Linked DNA regions of Mus musculus: all the other regions are linked to region 2. Evidence: chromatin contacts called from public Micro-C data. All regions are on one chromosome and are shown on one strand. Each heading gives the region's core, a stretch centred on a gene start, on an enhancer-like site or on the middle of the called end of the contact. The rest is flanking DNA. Distances are from core to core; before and after follow the strand shown.

The links. Hi-C and Micro-C count contacts between places; a contact is called where the count stands out from the background.
Region 1: a Micro-C map of the G1E-ER4 cell line shows a contact between it and region 2, with 3 times the contacts expected there. The contact joins two enhancer-like sites. A contact is called at or near these places in 5 of 484 Hi-C or Micro-C datasets (the G1E-ER4 cell line, the HL-1 cell line, embryonic stem cells and 1 more), 1 of 115 datasets of contacts at active chromatin or transcription factors (large pre-B cells) and 2 of 9 other capture datasets (adipose tissue and liver).
Region 3: a Micro-C map of the G1E-ER4 cell line shows a contact between it and region 2. The contact joins two enhancer-like sites. A contact is called at or near these places in 1 of 15 datasets of contacts at CTCF or cohesin (the G1E-ER4 cell line), 11 of 484 Hi-C or Micro-C datasets (the G1E-ER4 cell line, the HL-1 cell line, the HPC-5 cell line and 4 more), 5 of 115 datasets of contacts at active chromatin or transcription factors (bone marrow-derived macrophages, embryonic stem cells, fetal liver and 1 more) and 1 of 9 other capture datasets (adipose tissue).

What each region holds. Positions count from the first base shown.
Region 1 is chr13:35,769,061-35,773,068 of GRCm38.p6, reverse strand. All of the region lies in intron 3 of Cdyl (chromodomain protein, Y chromosome-like), which reads right to left. Among named protein-coding and RNA genes, the nearest start is that of Cdyl, 110 kb to the right of the region's middle. Within about 2 kb of position 1,793, at least 19 of the 459 cell types and tissues checked have an H3K27ac peak or open chromatin away from gene starts, as enhancers often do. A contact at or near this core is called in the G1E-ER4 cell line, where this site is marked.
Region 2 is chr13:35,613,499-35,617,226 of GRCm38.p6, reverse strand. No RefSeq gene overlaps it. Among named protein-coding and RNA genes, the nearest start is that of Cdyl, 44 kb to the left of the region's middle. Within about 2 kb of position 1,901, at least 33 of the 459 cell types and tissues checked have an H3K27ac peak or open chromatin away from gene starts, as enhancers often do. A contact at or near this core is called in the G1E-ER4 cell line and erythroblasts, where this site is marked.
Region 3 is chr13:35,746,914-35,750,800 of GRCm38.p6, reverse strand. The region is part of intron 3 of Cdyl (chromodomain protein, Y chromosome-like); the gene reads right to left. Among named protein-coding and RNA genes, the nearest start is that of Cdyl, 89 kb to the right of the region's middle. Within about 2 kb of position 1,435, at least 14 of the 459 cell types and tissues checked have an H3K27ac peak or open chromatin away from gene starts, as enhancers often do. A contact at or near this core is called in the G1E-ER4 cell line and erythroblasts, where this site is marked.

The sequences.
Region 1 (4,008 bases), core at 544-3,043, 160 kb before region 2:
TAAGGCCAGCCTGGTTCATTGTGAATTCCTAGACAGCCAGGATACATACACCCTCAAAAAAAACACAAAACAAAAAAGAAGAGAAGGAGAAGGAGGAGAAGGAGAAGGAGGGAAGGAAGGAAGAAAGGAAGGAAGAAAAAAGAAAGAAAGAAAGCAAGCAAGCAAGCAAGCTTTTCAAATACTGCAAAACAAGCCATCATTCTCAGCTGGCAAGGAGGGGTATTTTCAGGAATACTTATGGAAAGGTTTTGAAAAATCAAGGAAGCATTCCCCCCAAAAGCCACTAGTGCCTGTGATGTAGAGCTGGGACACAGGACTGGGTGTTGAGATGGGAGGTCAGATCAAAGTCCCTTCAGGTAGGAAAGGCCCCAGGTCAAAGGGCAAATAGGGAATGGACATGAAACAGACCTACTTCTCAGTCTTCGTTATATGGCAGATCATTCCAACCTTCAAAGCAGGATCCAGCCTGTCCACCTCCAGGAGGCAGAGGATGGGTGAGCGCGAAGGCAACTTTTATCTCCCTGCTTTCCCTAACAGAAGTACTCCTCAGATGCAGGCCCAACGTAGTAACCCACAGCTACAAGCTACCGAGTGCTCCAGGGGCAGGGAAAGTCTAGCAAAAGCTAAGGCACACTGCATTGGACCCGTGCAGGCTGAAGAGGGGACAAAGTACCCCAGCATCAGCACAGTGGACGGAGCCAGCATCAGCACAGCACCTCTAGGGCTGTCTGCGTACTGACACCCACCTGTAGGTGAGACTGTAAAAGGGACTGTACAAGGGACTCTTGCAGGCAGACTGGCTGCGGTGGCCTAAGGCTTATGGGCCCCTGGAGAATTCACCACTACTGAAACACTGCTGCGGACAGCAAACCACCAGGGCAGAAAGAACAGGTGCAGGGAAATGGAAGGACCCTTCTAAACAAAGGGGAGGGGGAGAATGACAGACAGACCCTGGGCTCCACAACACCAGGGCACCTTTTCAAGTGGCTGCTGAGGACAGGAGAGGGCGCTCTAGAGCTGCGGTTCCAGAAACCCTCGATGACCGCCCCTCCACTGGAGAAACGCAAGACAACTTCAAATGTGTTTGAGAAGAAAGGGACCAACAGTTGGGTTTAATACAAAATCATCTCGATTCAGATGTGAACAGAATAATGACCACAAAGGCAATGGCAGCTCAGCAGGAAGCCATGTTCATGAAACAAACTAGCCTGCTATTTACAGGGAAACTGAACAATACACTTTTTCTCACAGCAGAGTACTGAAGAGGCTACTCTGACACCGCAGATATCTTGTGTGAAAACTGAACTAAAAAGAAAAATCTAAAGACTACACAGGTAATAGGTAATAGGTAATAGGTAAGAATGGTGAGTCTGTATTTTCTGGTTAAGGTTCTACCCTATCCCCACAGTCGTGGCTGTGAACCTGTGGCAGGCAGTTAAGAGCTGGTCTTTGCTGTTGGTGCTTCTCAACCGTAACCGTTGTTGCCCATGTTGCAGTGACCTCAAACCATAAAATTATTTTTGTTGCTACTTCATAACTATAATTTTGCTACTGTTGTGAATCATAATGTAAATATCTGTGCTTTCTGATGGTCTTTGGCGACTCTGTGAAAGGGTCATGTGACAACCCTAGGGGGTTGTGACACACAGGCTGAGAACCACTGGGGTAACTGGTCTCACATACCAGAACTCAAGAGTTGGAGGTGAACTAGAAAAGCAGGGTACTGTGTGCAGGACACAGGCGTAATAAGGAACAAGCACAAACTGCTGCAGCTCAGCTTCATGTGCACCAGGTAGACCACAGGCAGCATGGCGAGAAGGAAGCTGGGCCCAGGAAATGTAAGCCCAACACGGAGCCAAATCCACAAATCTGCTTTCCCAAGCAAGCATGGCTAGGGCAGCAGAGCTTCCAGTGTGTTGTGTGTAGAACTCACAGCAGGCAAAGCGGAAGTCTATGTCAGATCCTCAGCCCCAGTCCAGCCTTCAGGGACATGAAGCCCAGGGGAGTGGACTGGCTAAGCGCAAGACCACCACAGCAGGGACTGACCAGCTTGTAAGTATAGGGGCGCAGTCCTTGGCCTCCGTGTAACGCCACCGTCTGCTACGATAAAAACCCAGCAACCCTCCTAAGAACTTGAAAGGGCTGAGTCTCTGGCACATGCACAAATTTCAAAAAAAGAAAAACAGCAAGGTAAACCCAATACATAAGCAAAAACTGTAAAATCTGATGCCAAGTGATTCCTAAGTAAGAAATAGGTTCAAAAAACTTATGAAAAACCATGTTGCCAATGAGTGAGCAGAAAGCAATCTCAAAACCGAGACTAGGAAAGTCGAAATTCTAGAGCTAAACAAAGTAGTTTAAGTAATTAAACCTCAGGGTGATCAGAGAACTTCAGGCGCGCCATCAGGTACCTCGATGCCTTGTTGGAGGGTTTCTCCGTTGGCCTGGAATTTCTCCAAGTATGCCGAGCTGGCCAGCCTGGGAGCTTCTAAGCAATCTACCTGCCTATTCTTCCTGTTCCATCAACACTGGAGCGCAGTCAGGCACCACCAGCTTGTTTCTGAAACAGGGTCCCTCTCTCTGTGTGTGTGTCTCTATGTGGCCAGCCTGAGCTCAGCAGACGCCTGTGTCTACCTAGCAAGTGCTGCTGTAAAAAGGCATATGCCCCCCCACACCCAGTTGACCACCAGGCTTTTATGTGGAACACATACAAACAAGGGTCCTCACACTTGTAAAGCAAATGGTTTACTGACTGAGCCATCTCCACAGCCAGGAACAACACATTTACTAAAACGACACCTGTTTAGCAAGTATGCTTTCTTTCTTCCATCATCGGAAAGAAAAGTAAAACAAACCAACAAGCAAGTAAACTGACCCAAATAAAAAGCATAAAATAACAAAACAAACAAAACCAGAAAGAAATGAATTGAGACATGAGAATTCAGACTTGCATGACCACAGGAAACGGAATGCCTGTGGGGAATCGGGGAAAACAGGGAAAACTCAGGAGTGCACAAGGAAGGAAGAAAGGCTTGGAGATGTAACATTCACAACAGCTCAGGGAACCCCAAGCAATGTCCCCAAAGGAAGCTTAACAGAAACAGAGTCAGGTAAAGAACACCTTGAAGGTAGAAATTCACGCTGTGAGCAGGAAAAGAAAGGCAGCAAGAACAAAGGACAGCCCCTCCCTAGAAACTACTGGCTTATTAAGACACAAGTGCCACAGTCAAGGGATTAAAGAGGAAGATAAACAGCCAGCCTCCCAGCAAAGCACTCTAACAATTCCAGTAAAACCATCCCTTCATCCAATGGAAGACCCCAGCTATAGGAAGGGCCAGGTCTCACAGTCTAACAGAAATCACACAGGATGGCATCCTGGATGTGCGAGAAGAAACAGAGCCAGGAACAGGATTTGTGGGGATATGTTTGCTAATAAGCAATTTCTAATCTTCGTTTCTGTAAAAGAGTAGTTAAAAGCAAAATCTATAATTATACCAAGGGAGGTACAGAACACATGAAGGTTCTAGCACATGACCACAGGAGGTTAGAAGAAAATGAAAATACACCACAGTAGAAACTGTTTCCTCTGGGTTTGACACCCATGCTAAGTAGATTATGATAAAGCTAATACTGTAATCCTTGAATCAATGATTCTATTTTCCCCAGAAAAGCAAAGAAATATAGCTAGAAAACAAAAGAACTGATGGGATAATTAAAAATTAATATAGAAAAGCAAAGAAAATCCTTTCCTTAATAAAGCAAAATATGAAAGATCTAAATATAATCACATTAATAATGATCTTATGCATAAGTGGTAGGCTGGGAAATGTGGCTAGGTGAACAGAAAATTGGCCAAGCATGCAAGAAGGAGAAAGGGGGTGGGGTGGACAAAGAGTAAAACAGTTTTAAATGTAAAGGAGACGCTGGAGAGATGGCTCAGTCATTAAGAGCAAGCGTTGCGATCCCCAGTGCCCACATCAGGCAGCTCACAACTCCCTGTTGAATTCT
Region 2 (3,728 bases), core at 652-3,151:
ACAATGTGTTTCAGTGCTTGGGAACTCTTGACATTGGAACCAGGAACTCTTGGAGGGAAGCCTAGACTTGTGATATTAGCTGTATGTATGGGGAGCCTTGAATTAGGGACTCTGGGGGCGGGCAGGAAGCCATTATTGGAATCTGGAACAGAATAGCAAGACAGTTCAATTACAAAGCCCTATTCAGCCAATCAAGCATGTTGCTGTCAATTTGTGTGGGCCCTGGGAGATAGAGTAGAGATGAGAGTTATCTTTAAAAATACAGAAAGAGTAAGATATAACTGTTGGCTACCCTGGTTGGAGTTTGGTCTTTCTGAGATAAATGTCACTGGGAAGTGTTTGTGCATTGAAGGTTCTGGTTAGCTGGGCTTGGCAGCTAGTAGGTTGACTTTGGTTTTGTTTGTTTGTTTTCCATGATGAATCTGAAGATTTCAAATAAGCTGTTTCTTCAGATCCTAGCTGGGAGTCCCTGGAGCCTGGTGATAAGGTCTCTCTGCTCCAGCTCCTGGAATGATCTGCACTTCAGGTCACCGCCAGCTGTCACCATCACGTCTTTAGACTACACAGTGTGCATGGACGACCGTATGCAGGTCACTTGGGTCATTCTCCCTGCTTGTTTGGTTGATGTAATTCCACAGGTAAATAGAGTCCCTGTGGGCATTTTTTTCATGATGGGGCCCATGATTACCCAAGGGTTCCCTGGCCTCTAGGTTGCAGGACCAGGCTGTGAAAGCTTAATTAAGTATTGCTGACAAGGTAGAGTGGTGTTAGAAATTTGGATTGCCATTACTGTGTAAGGCCAGGATACAAAGTCAGAGGAACTAACCACAGTGGGGGTATTGGGAGGCAGTTGCTTGAAAGTATCTCCCCAAGTTCCTAGCCATGTCTTTATCAAAAGGTGGACTTTATTTTCACCCCTTGCATGCGGGCCAACTCTAGTGACACCCATTTTGAACAAGATGTGGCACAGGAAACATTGTATAACCTTGAAAGAAAGGGAGGCTTTCCAGAGTAGCATAGCTTCTGCCTGGCTTTCTCTCTTCTTGACCCTTTTGTCAGTCAGTCAGTCAGTCAGTCAGTCAGTCTGTCTGTCTGTCTGTCTGTCTTTCCCTTCTGTCACTGGCTCTCTCTTCCTGTAGAGGTCTTGAGACAAAAGTATTTATGTACAAATGCAAATCCCTAGGGAATCCAGAGGGGATGGGTCCTCCTGAGGATCCTTCTCCATTCCCCTGTGGGGTGCAGAGAGGTAACTACAGAAGCCCAAGGCTGTGGTTAGCTCCTTACATGTCAATGCAGGGGCCAATTCAGGTCCTGTTCTTGGAACAGAAACACTAAAATCTGCTGGAACGTTGGTTTCTTATGTGAAGTCACCCTCATGGATTTCAGAGCAAGGAAATTTGTTTTCTTGGTGCCAACACCATTGGCACCACATTCCTGACTTGAAGACACAGGAAAATGAACCTTAACACTACTTTATCCTTGGGAATTTAGGCAGATCAGTTGCTACAGCTGTGAATCCAGATGACAAATAATTGAAAGGCCTCTGATGGTCACAGACTATTGTTTTGATCCCCGAGGGGCACACACACAGAGAATAGTGCCAGCTGTGAATCCTTTGGTCCAGATAGCATAGAGGACACTGTATGCCTCTGCAGCCTTATTTAATAAGGATATGTCAGAAGTATAACCCTCAGTAATTCAAAACATTAGTCCAGTGGGGATTCACTATCTGCACCCATGGGGACCGTGGTAGTGACTTGCCAGAGATGCAAATAAAGAAGCAGCATACCAACCCCCCTCCATCAGTCCACAGCTAATGCAGCAGATGCAGAAGGGCTGCAAGATCAGGGGAGGGTTCCTCTGTGCAGTGTTGGCAGCCTGCTGGGAGAGATAAGGCCTTCTTAAACGGACAGAGAAAGGGAAGTACTGGAGCAAGTCATGTAGCTGATGTAAGCACAAGCCCATAGGTCCTGAAGGAGTTGGTGTGGAGCTACTGGGTACTCAGCAAAGGACCCATGCAGGACATGAGGCTGGTGTAGGTTTTGAAGGGCAGGTGGATATTTGTCCTATGCGAAGGCTATGGGGAATTCTGTGCCTACAAAAGGAAGCCTCTGTGTTCAGATACTGACCTAAACTCACACCACACTCTGAGCAATGCTTTCTTGTTCTTTGCATTCAGGATCTCTCTTGCTTCACTCTATCTCAATCCCTGCTGATGCCACAGGTTCACGTGGAGAACTGGACAAACACTGGTATGAGAGCAGCCCCCGTTTATTGGTGGAGGAGACATTCCAAGATGCTCACTGAATGCTGGAAACCATATTCAACTGTGGATATGCTATATTCATACCTGGGATACTGTCTAATTTATATATTAGGTAAGTAAGAGATTAACAATGACAATAATACAGCAGAGCAATTATAGTCATATTCTACAATAAAGTCAACAGCATCATTATTCTTGAACTTTGGGGTAATTAGTAAGTAAAATAATGGTTAAGTGAATTCAAAGCATCATGATACTAGAGATCACCCTGATAACCAAGATGGCAGCTACATGAAGACCACGAGGGTAGCATATACATAGTGGATACACTAGGCAGAGAGGTGATTTACATTTCATGTGGACAGAGTGGGACAGCATGGGTTTTTATCGTACTACTCAGTATGGTTCATAATTTAAAACTTCTGAATTGATTATTTATGGAACTTCCCATTATTATTTTTAGATGACTTCACGTAAAAGACTGTAGAAATCAAAACCTTGGATAAAGGATAAGGTAGACAGCTATTTTGCATATTCCTTCTCTGGAAAGTAGAGAATGCATATGGTTGTGGGTAATGAAGGCTAAAGTTTTTTTTTTTTTTTACATACCCCATTGGAAAAGACTGGATTCAGATCTTTCCATGGGATCTTCACAATTGTTGCATAGGTTAAAGGCTACATCTCAGATTATTTTCTATCAGGGTTCATCAAATTCCACAGTTGGTGACTAACTTGGTTACTTTTAAGTTGCTATGAAGAGACACCATGACTAAGACAACTTATAAAAGAAAACATTTAGTTTAGGGGCTCATGGTTCCAGAGGGTAGAGTCTATGATCATGACCATCGTGGTATGGAGCATGGCAGCAGACAGGCAGGCATGGTGCTGGAGCAGTAACTGAAAGCTTGCATGAGATCCACAGCCCAAGGCAGAGAGAGAGAGAGACAGAGAGAGAGAGAGAGACAGAGAGAGAGAGACAGAGAGAGAAAGAGACACACACACACACACACACACACACACACAGAGAGAGAGAGAGAGAGAGAGAGAGAGAGAGAACTAACTGGGAATCACATGGGCTTTTGAAACCTTAAGACTCATTCCCAGTGACATACCTCCTTCAACACCTCCAACTCCTTCTCAAACAGTTCCACCAACTAGGGACCAGGTATGCAAATGTACAAACTTATCAGGACCATTCCCATTCAAACTAACACAGAAGACAAAATTAGCTGAGTTTAAAATTTTGCCCTTTGAGTATGGGAAACCTTGCTGGATGTCTCTTGGGGGAATTTATGCGCGCTGCCATTGCTACTTGCCTAGAATCCATAGGTAAATATAGCATGCATCTTCCTGCAACCAAGGTATATTTTGTGGAGCTGGATCCCTGGCTTCAGAAATCCAGTGAATATTTATTTAGCTCCACACAAACTTAATCCTATCTTGGCATCTTCCCTGCATCCTG
Region 3 (3,887 bases), core at 186-2,685, 130 kb before region 2:
AAGGCTGAGGGCAAGAGGATGCCCGCCTATCTCTAAAGAGAGATAGGGCTACATAGCAAGACTCTCAACAAAGGAAGCAGAAGAATAGGTATGGGTATAAAGAAGAAACAACATTTGAAGACAGAGTAAGATAAGACACAAGAATAAGATAAGTCAATAACAGATAGGACACAAATTCACAAAAAGCAGTGTAACATATACCAAGCATGTCTGCAATACAAGTGTCATACAGCGTACAATGTAGTAAAACTACAGAATGCCAAAGTAAAAAACGATCTCCAAGGCCGTCAGGAGATTGGTTTCCTATGATGAAACTCGGTCCGAAAAGACACAAATGAACTCCTCAAGAGTGATGAGAAAGCAGATGATGGAGTCCTATCCTGGAAATGCTGCAAGAAAATAACCCATTTAAAAATAAGAGAGCCGAGCAGTGGTGGCACACACCTTTAACCCCCTCTTGAGAGGCAGAGGCAGGCAGATTTCTGAGTTCGAGGCCAGCCTGGTCTACAAAGTGAGTTCCAGGACAGCCAGGGCTATATAGAGAAACCCTGTCTTGAAAATAAAATTAAATTAAATTAAAATAAAAATAAAGAGAAAAACAAAACAAAACAACAACAAAAACAATGAACTGTTTTTTTTTTTTCTTAAGTCATCACTACCATCCCACCCCCCAAACCCCAGGGCTCAGGGGCCATACATAACAAGGCCAAAGACAGGGTGAAAAAAAATGTTTAAGACATTTAGGAGGACCAGAGTGAACCTGTGTCCTCTGGTCCTAACAGGACAGATGCACTCAACTCAAGACCTCCACAAGAACATGCCAATCAACCTTCTGGCTTCAGAGCACCCAGAGGTCCACCAGGTCCCAGGCACAGTTGAAGTTACAGACAGCTGACGATTTCAGCACGTGGGACAGTCAGGTTTTAAGGGTGTGGCTCCTGATAAGTCAACTATGTATGCCCTGGTGGGTGGCCCTAACCCATTGAGTGTGTATATGTAGTCGTGTGTGTGTGTGTGTGTGTGTGTGTGTGTGTGTGTACAGACTCAGTGGGTTATTTAAGACAACAGAGGAACGGGTAAGAAAGTTGGGAGTCAGGGGGAGCGATGGTGGTGTGTGTGAATGTGTTCAAAAGACATCTATATGAGATTCATAAAGATTTAATAATTACTATACTAAAATCTATGTTGTTAATAGCTAAGAATAATCTCCTATACCTATGGCATGCATCTTGTAAACCCAATGGTAACCACAAAGCAAACCATACAAAATTAGTATTAGGAAAAAGATAACATGTCTAGTTTGCTTTCTATTGCTCTGATAAACACCAATACCAAAAGCAACTTGGAGGGCCCGGAGGACCTTGGGCAGGAAGTGACCTGACAGCTTCCTCCTTGAGGACTAGCCTTCATAATAAAAGAAGAACCAACATAAGCTTCCACAGGAGGGAAGCAGCTGACAAACAGTCCCACCCAGCTATGACACCTACGAGCCACAACGACCAGCATGGCAGTACAAGAAAGACTATCTGGGTAGCAGTGGCAGGCTTTCCTTGGTAATAGCCAACAGGTCTCTTAATTGGTCTTAAAGCCCGCTCAACAAAAGGAAACTCATGCCAACTACCTTGGGCTCATGAAGCCAGAAGCTTGGAGAAGAACCTACAACCACCACTTTACTAAACCAGCATGATCCCTAACTACATTCTACACATTTGACCTCATACACAAAAATAAGTGAAGTGCTCACCCTTCATCAAAGAAACTTCTCTTTGCAACAGCCAGATACAGTACAGAGAATAACCTATCAAAACGCAGAGTAGTGGACCCCAGTCCCAACTTATACACCTATAAAATCTCAAACCTAAGGCCTGGTCATCGGGTGGGCGTGGGGGGGGGGGGGAGTTGTGAGAGCCAGAGACTGTGTCTTCTAGAAATGTCAGAAGCTACACCCATAAAGTCCATCAACATGACTGTCTAAACATGAACTGAGCAAGGACAACACCGGACATGCTCAGTACACAGGGAAAGCTCACCAGGCACCAACCTTATACAGAAAACTAAGCAACTGAAGAAAGCTGAGAAAAAAAGCCTTCCCTGGGTGTCTTAAGTGTTTCTACCGCTGCAAGGAAAACACCATGACCAAAATGCAAGCTGGGGAGGAAAGGGTTCATTTAGCTGACACTTCTAGATCATAATCCATCATCGGAGGAAGTCAGGACAGGAACTAAAGCAGGGATGGAACCTAGATACAAGAGCTGATGCAAAGGTCATGGAGGGATGCTGCTTACTGGCTCCCTTCCCATGGCTTGCTCTACCTGATTCCTTACAGAATTCAGGATACCAGTCTAGGGATGGCATCACCCACAATGAGCAGAAACTAAAATAGAAACTGGAGGTGAAAAGATAAGGAGATTTTTAAAATCCCTATCAACAAACCCTTAGTTGAACAAACAAGCAAACAAAGTAAAAAGCAAAACAAAACAGAAATACAAAACTCGTTAAGACTTAGAACAACAATACACTAATCAAGTGGATAACCTAAAAGAAAACAAACTTGAAGATTCATACACATTTAAGACGGAATGATATAAAGAAATAGAAAATCTAAACAAGTCAGTCCTGAGTAAGGAGATGAAGCAAGGAAATGTCTCCTGTGAATGCAAAGACTGCCAGCTTCACAACTTAGCTCTCCTAAACACAACAAAAGCACACTACAACTCATACCCCGAATAAATATAGGTGCAACAATCCTCCATAAAATATTAGCACACCCAATTCAATGGAATATTTAAAAAAAGAAAACTAATCCACCAGCATGCAGAGTGATTCATACTGGGATGCAAGGTTGGCTGAACCACAAACAAATACATCACATAGACAGAACAGAGAATGGAAGCTATGTGATCATTTCAATAGACGCTGAAAAGCATTTGGTAAAGCACCATCCCTTCCTTCGGGAGAAAGGCCCTCAGGGAGTAGCGACCCAATAAAGGGTCTCTATGACAAGAACACGGACAGCATCATATTCAACAGGTAAAAGTCACACACTCTTTCTCTAAAACCTGGAGCAAGACAGATATTCACTCTCAAAGCATACTGAATGTCCTAGACAGAGCAGAAGAAAAACAGTCATCCAGATTAAAAAGAAATTCAGCTGTGTTTGTATACAATACCATTTCATACAGAAAACCCCAAAGATAACACCAAAAAACCCTTTTGCATACAAAACCAACATATAAAAACCAGCAGTGTTTCTATACACTTAAGTATCTGAAAAATGAAATATGTCATCATGCTTGCAACAGCTGTAGTAAAATAACGTGAAAGGCTTAGGAATGAACTCTATCAGGGCAGGGGTTGTACTTCACCGTTGGGCACCTGCCTGTTGTGCACAAGACTGTCTATCATGGATCCTAGCACCAGATACACACACACACACACGCACACGCACACGCACACGCACACGCACACACACACAAGAACAAGACTGGAAAACATCGATGAAATACACAAATAAATGTAAAGATATACCATGTTCATGGATTAGGATCAATAATATGGTAAAAATGTGCACAACACAGTGATCTGAAAATAAATGGGATTCCCATCAAAATACCAAGGTCATTCTTCCTTACAAAATCAGGATACATTCTTAAACTCATATATAAAAAAAGGTTCTCAAACAGCCAAAGTAATTTGAGTTAGAACAACAAACCTAGCGGCTTCACACAGACCAAAATACACTACAATGTTATCATAAATAGAAGTGCATAGTGTGGCTTAATACAGACTCACGGACCAACCAAACACGACGGAAAGCCCAGGAACAAACCCCAAGCATTTATAGACAAATGATTTTTCAACAGCCCTGCCAACAAAGGGGCCAAGAC